Regions from separate parts of the Canis lupus genome. Here region 1 is linked to region 2. The links are chromatin contacts, called in public Hi-C maps. All regions are on one chromosome and are shown on one strand. The core of a region is the stretch at or near the end of the contact, and the rest is flanking DNA. Distances in the headings are between cores, read along the strand shown. Region 1 holds the start of FBXL22 (F-box and leucine-rich protein 22). Region 2 has its middle 32 kb from the start of USP3.

The links. Hi-C and Micro-C count contacts between places; a contact is called where the count stands out from the background.
Region 1: a contact with region 2 is called in a Hi-C map of skin fibroblasts, with 3 times the contacts expected there. The contact joins the promoter of FBXL22 here to the enhancer-like site in region 2. A contact is called at or near these places in 5 of 9 Hi-C or Micro-C datasets (amygdala, blood, liver and 1 more).

What each region holds. Positions count from the first base shown.
Region 1 is chr30:28,597,923-28,600,622 of UU_Cfam_GSD_1.0, reverse strand. It overlaps FBXL22 (F-box and leucine-rich protein 22), which reads right to left and starts at 1,290. Exons shown (of 2, transcript XM_038581110.1): 1 at 864-1,290. The coding sequence starts at 1,198.
Region 2 is chr30:28,452,139-28,454,838 of UU_Cfam_GSD_1.0, reverse strand. No RefSeq gene overlaps it. Among named protein-coding and RNA genes, the nearest start is that of USP3, 32 kb to the left of the region's middle. Within about 2 kb of position 1,363, at least 8 of the 20 cell types and tissues checked have an H3K27ac peak or open chromatin away from gene starts, as enhancers often do. A contact at or near this core is called in liver, where this site is marked.

The DNA of each region.
Region 1 (2,700 bases), core at 41-2,540, 150 kb before region 2:
TGGGCTCAGCGAGAGGCTGGCAGCGGAAGTCTGTGCTGAGCGTGGGCTGCCTTAGGCAGGAGGCTGGGACTATGGAGGGTCGCCTGTGGCTTAGCCTCTGCCCGTGGTAGAGTTGACCAGTCATGTACAGGATGCATTTGGGACATACTTAGACCAAAAAAATTATTTCATCTATTCAAAATTCAAATTTAAGTGAGTGTCTTGAATTTTTATTTTCTAAAATCCGGCAATCCTAGACTGTGGGCAAATCACATGACCTCCTTGAGCTTTGATTTGCTCATTTCAAAAATTAGGCTAAAACCCTCCCTTAAGGGTACGGTGAGGTTAGTAATATTCTAATGAGGAAGCCATTCTTCAGTATCACCACCCCTCCTCCTGGAGTCTGGCTTGGTTCAGCTAACCCAGAGCACCCTAACTCCTTCCTGAGCTGGGTTCCCCGCGCCTATGGAGTTTGTTTGCTAGGAGAAGAGTAGAGGGGAAGCTGACTGCTGAATCCAGGACCTTTCCCCAGGGCCTGACCTTGAAAATCCAGGCCCAGCCGGACCCCCTGAGCTCTTAATGGCTGCCAGGAAGGACAGCGACAGCCGGAGGCCAGTCTTCCTGTTTGCCCCAGAAGCAGCTCCAGGGCCTGTGAGGCTGAGGGGCAGCCCCCACGCGCACCCCCAGCACCACTGTGGACTTCTCTGGGTCTGTGCCGGGGGTGGGCCTAGACCGACTGTCTTGGGCCTAGTCTGAGGCTCCCAACATGGAGCCGTCTTGGTCTGTAATTAGCTCTTCCCTGCCCCCACCCCACCCCCCAGAAGCCTCCTAGAGCTCTAGGAGCCGGACGGTGCAGAGCCCGTGCTGCTCAGGAGGTGGCCTACCTGTCGCACACCTGGGAGAGGAAATCATTGACTAGGCTCTCATGGCGGCTGCAGATGCTCCTCTGGAAGGCGCTCTTGAGCCAGTCCTCAATGCTGCACACCTGCACGCGGCTGGAGTACCAGCAGATGGAGAGGTTCTTGAGGGCCGGGCTCAGGAGGAAGTTGTCCTTCTTGAGTTCTATGAGGGAACGAAAGTGCAGCAGGGGCCAGAGTGTGGGGTCCTCGAACACGTCCTGGAGCTGGGGGCAGGTCCGGGCCAGGTTCTTCCTGCTGTCCTTGTCCAGGAAGGAGAAGAGGTGCAGCAGGCACTCCCGGTTGAGCTGGGTGATGTGCATGGTGTGTAGCAGCCACGCTGCCTGTGGCTGGAGCCTGGGGACCTGACCTGCCGCCGCCTCCTCCCCAGCTCTGGGCTGGTGGACATATATGGTTGAGGAATGGTGTTTATTTTTGGCTAACAACTGGTGCTGAAGCTCGGAGAACGGGGCCGGGGGGGGGCGGGGGGTGGTTAGCCAGGATCCAGACATACGTGCAGCAGTCTGTGGCTCGGCTTATGTTCAGAGGAGTTGAAAATCCTGGCAGAAAAGCAGCCTATTGAAGTTAAATAGCTTCCTTAAAAGGGATTTCTTTCCTTTTAGCTGACAGTGGTGCTTAGCAGAGAGCGCTTTTGCCTTTTCCCGAGGCATTTCCATTGAAGGTGGCTGGCCAGAGCACCTGTCTGGGCCTGCAGTCTCCGCTCCCTGGGAGGGACCCGGATTATAAATTGGATCTGTCTTCACTCTCTGGTGTATCACCGGAGCCTCTGCTCCACTCCTGTGGGAGTCGTTGTCTGTGAAGAGCTAAGGGTGACAGCTGCACGTGCAGAGCTGGGCTGAAGCCATGGGTGATGCCCCTTTCCCTGTGCTCTGCGCGGTGCTGATGGTTTGAGGGCTGGGCTGACCTACCTTCGGACCCTGCTGCCCTCTGCCAGGCAAAGGGATTTCCTCGGCCTCCCCGCTGGCTCTGTTTCTACCCTGAGTTGTTTCACAAAGATCTGTCGTAAGTAGCTTACGTCTCCGAGGCCCTTCTGGGTGTCCGCGCATAACATTTTAAGCTTAAGTTTCCTTGGCTTTACATCTTAACATTTTCCCAGTTACGTGCCATGCTGGAGCTTGTGTTTCCCAAATGTCAGGATGGGTGAGGGAGCTCTTAGTACAAGACTGCTCGAAACGATTTTTTTTAGGTTTTTTTTCTTTTTAAAGATTTATTTATTCATGAGAGACACAGAGAGGCAGAGACACAGGCAGAGGGAGAAGCAGGCTAGGCTCCTTGCGGGGAGCCCGATGCGGGACTCGATCTCTAGACCCGGGATCATGCCCTGAGCCAAAGGCAGGCGCTCAACCACTAAGCCACCCGGGCGTCCCTGCTCGAAACAATTTTAGGCTGAAGTGTTTTAGGATCAGCGGGCCCTATAAGCCCGCCACACACCACTGTTTTGTGCGGGCCTGCAGTGCCGGCCGGAGCTGGGCAGGCTGCCTGGAGGGCTCATCCCCTGAGTCCTGTCTCCTGCAGTCACGGCTTCCTCAGCGTCGGTTCTGTGATACTGCTCCACTCCAGGCCCACCCCAGAGCCTCCTGTAACTCTGCGGCTGTGAACTACGAGCTCTGCGTGCCGCCCGTCCTGTCGTTGGGGGTGCGGAGGGGAAAGGCTGTGTGGTCTCTGGCACTGAGGGAACACCCCCAAGTGGTTACGTTTGTTCGTTCTCCCGCCTGATTGGAGTTGGAAGGAAGGGAACACTGTCCAGTTGTGTGAAGTAAGGCAGAGCAAGCGGCTGTGTTGGACCCTCTTCTAGAACTAAGGC
Region 2 (2,700 bases), core at 114-2,613:
GATTTCAAGATCACACTCTAGGCTGAAGGCAGGAGCTAAACCACTGAGCCACGCAGGCATCCCAATGATCTGATTTTATTTAAAAAAAAGAAGAAAGAAAGAAAGAAAGAAAGAAAGAAAGAAAGAAAGAAAGAAAGGAAGGAAGGAAGGAAGGAAGAAAGAAGAAGAAAGAAAGAAAGAAAGAAAGAAAGAAAGAAAGAAAGAAAGAAAGAAAGAAAGAAAGAAAGAAAGAGTGGCCTCATCACCTTGTACAACACTGGGCACAAAGGCAGACACTTGCCAGATGTGCCAAGCAGGGGACCTGCCTTCACACAGGCCCACAGTCTGGCCAGGAGGCTGGCACCTGCCTCTCTGGAGCAGTACCAGCTACTTTTGCCTGAGTTGAGGCCCCTGGCTGGCCACTACATCTTCCTTTGAGACCCTGCAATCCTGTTGGCCTTTGCCTGCCCCCATGTAGCTCTTGCAACCAATTCTCTTCTAGATTCCTAGGACCTCCCAGTTGCTCACCCAAGCACTTGACCTTGGCCTCTTTCCTGCCACTAGGGCAGCTTCTCAAACTGGGCCTGTTATCACTTCCCCAGCACTGACCACTACATGACTGACCCAGGTTTTGTCTTCTTAAGGCAGGCTTTGGACCTCATGTGTGGTGGCCCAGAGCTCAATAACTTTATATTGAAACTAGAGAGAAGGGCAGCCCCGGTGGCGCAGCGGTTTAGTGCCACCTCCAGCCTAGGGTGTGATCCTGGAGACCCAGGATCGAGTCCCAAGTTGGGCTCCCTGCATGGAGCCTGTTTCTCCCTCTGCCTGTGTCTCTGCCTCTCTGTCTCTCATGAATGAATAAATAAAGATCTTAAAAAAAAGAAACTAGAGAGAACATAAGTGTTGTGAATTGACAGGCCAGCAGTAGTGGGAGGAGCAGGGGCAGACCTGAGGGCAGATCCTGACTGAGCTACTTATTGGCTGTGTGAGAGCTGCTGGTTGCTGAACTTCTTGGAATCTGAATTTTCTCATCTGTATGTGGGGATCAAAAGACACCCGGCCCCCAACTCACAAGGTCACTGTGCAGAGTAAATACTCCAACACGTGTTAAGCGTTTGGCCTTGTGCCTGACACATGGCATATTCTAAGTATGAGTTTCCTTCCTTTCCTCTTCCACTAAGCTCTCTTCCAAGTCTGAAAGTTCGTGAGCTTTAGAAACACATGTTCCCATGTTAACCTGTAACCTGGGAAAGTCAGTTGGCTGCCAGAAATTTATCTTCCCAGGGGAACAAGGATCTCAGGTGACAGATAACCTGTGTCCCACATCATCCTGAAACAGATTTCTCACTCCCAGTCCAAAGTCCCCCAGCTCAGAAGAGGGTATTGTAGGCCACCACAGTGTGCACGTACTCCACAGAGTAGGTGGAAGCAGATTCACGACACAGAGAAGCAGCAAGTGAGTGACAGCCCAGGCGGGCCTGGGTTTGATGCCAGGGCGCAGGGTGAGGGCAGCTACCCTGAGAGTAGATGAGCCTGTGTACAATGGGGAGCAAGCAGCTGAGCCGGGAACCTGTGCACAATGTGGGCACAGAGCCCTCAGTGTCTAACCACAGGCTTCCATGGAACAGACAGGAAGAACCGAGCCAGCGCTTGCCCTCACCCTTCTCTTCGGGCTGGTAAAACAGGTAGACTCTGGAGGAGCCAAGATGAACTGGAAGCAAGAAGCCAAGTGGAGTCAACTTGTGGCTATCCTTTCTGGGGCAGTGGTTCTGACAGGTCCCAGAAGTAGCAGCGCCAGGAGCACCTGGGTTTGTCAGAAATGCAGATCAGCAGGCCTCACCCCAGTCCTACTGAATCAGCAGCTCTAGGGGTGGGCCCCAGTCACCTGTATTCTAATAAGCCCTCCTGTGACTCTGGTGCATGCTAAAGTCTGAGGACCCCTGACTTAGCAGATACTTTTGTGAATTTACCTGAACTTTCCTTCCCATTTTGAAGTGGTGGGAGATGGCAGGACAGTGGAATGGAAATGATCTTTAGAGACAAGACGATCGGAATTCGGATCCTGGCTCTGCCCCTATGTGGCAGGGTGGCCTTGGACAAATCCATCAACCTCAATGAACCACGACCTCCTCAAGCGTAAAATCCTTGACTTGCAGGATTAGGTGGTAGGTTTAGAGAGAATGCACTGGAAGCATTTAGCAGAGTGCCTGGCACACAACTGGTGCTCATTATCATCATTTTTTTTTTAAATTTTTTTATTTATGATAGTCACACACACAGAGAGAGAGAGGTAGAGACACAGGCAGAGGGAGAAGCAGGCTCCATGCACCGGAAGCCCGACGTGGGACTTGATCCGGGGTCTCCAGGATCGCGCCCTGGGCCAAAGGCAGGCGCTAAACCGCTGCGCCACCCAGGGATCCCTCATTATCATCATTGTCATCATAACCACCACGACTACGAAGAAGCTCCTGGGTGAGTAAGAATTCTAGATGCATCTAAGATCGTCAGGCCATATACAGATCACGTTGCTCCATAAGCTTTTGCTATGCTGCTCAGAGTGCTACTTCATGTCTCCTCATTGTGCAAGGAATATCTTAAAGATAACAATTCCTTTCAAATTTGAGGCAAAACAAATCCCTATCTAAACAAATCCCTATCCTATTTGGGTATACCAAGTGAAAACCGGACAGGAAAAACCACTCTTCCCTAACACAACCCAGC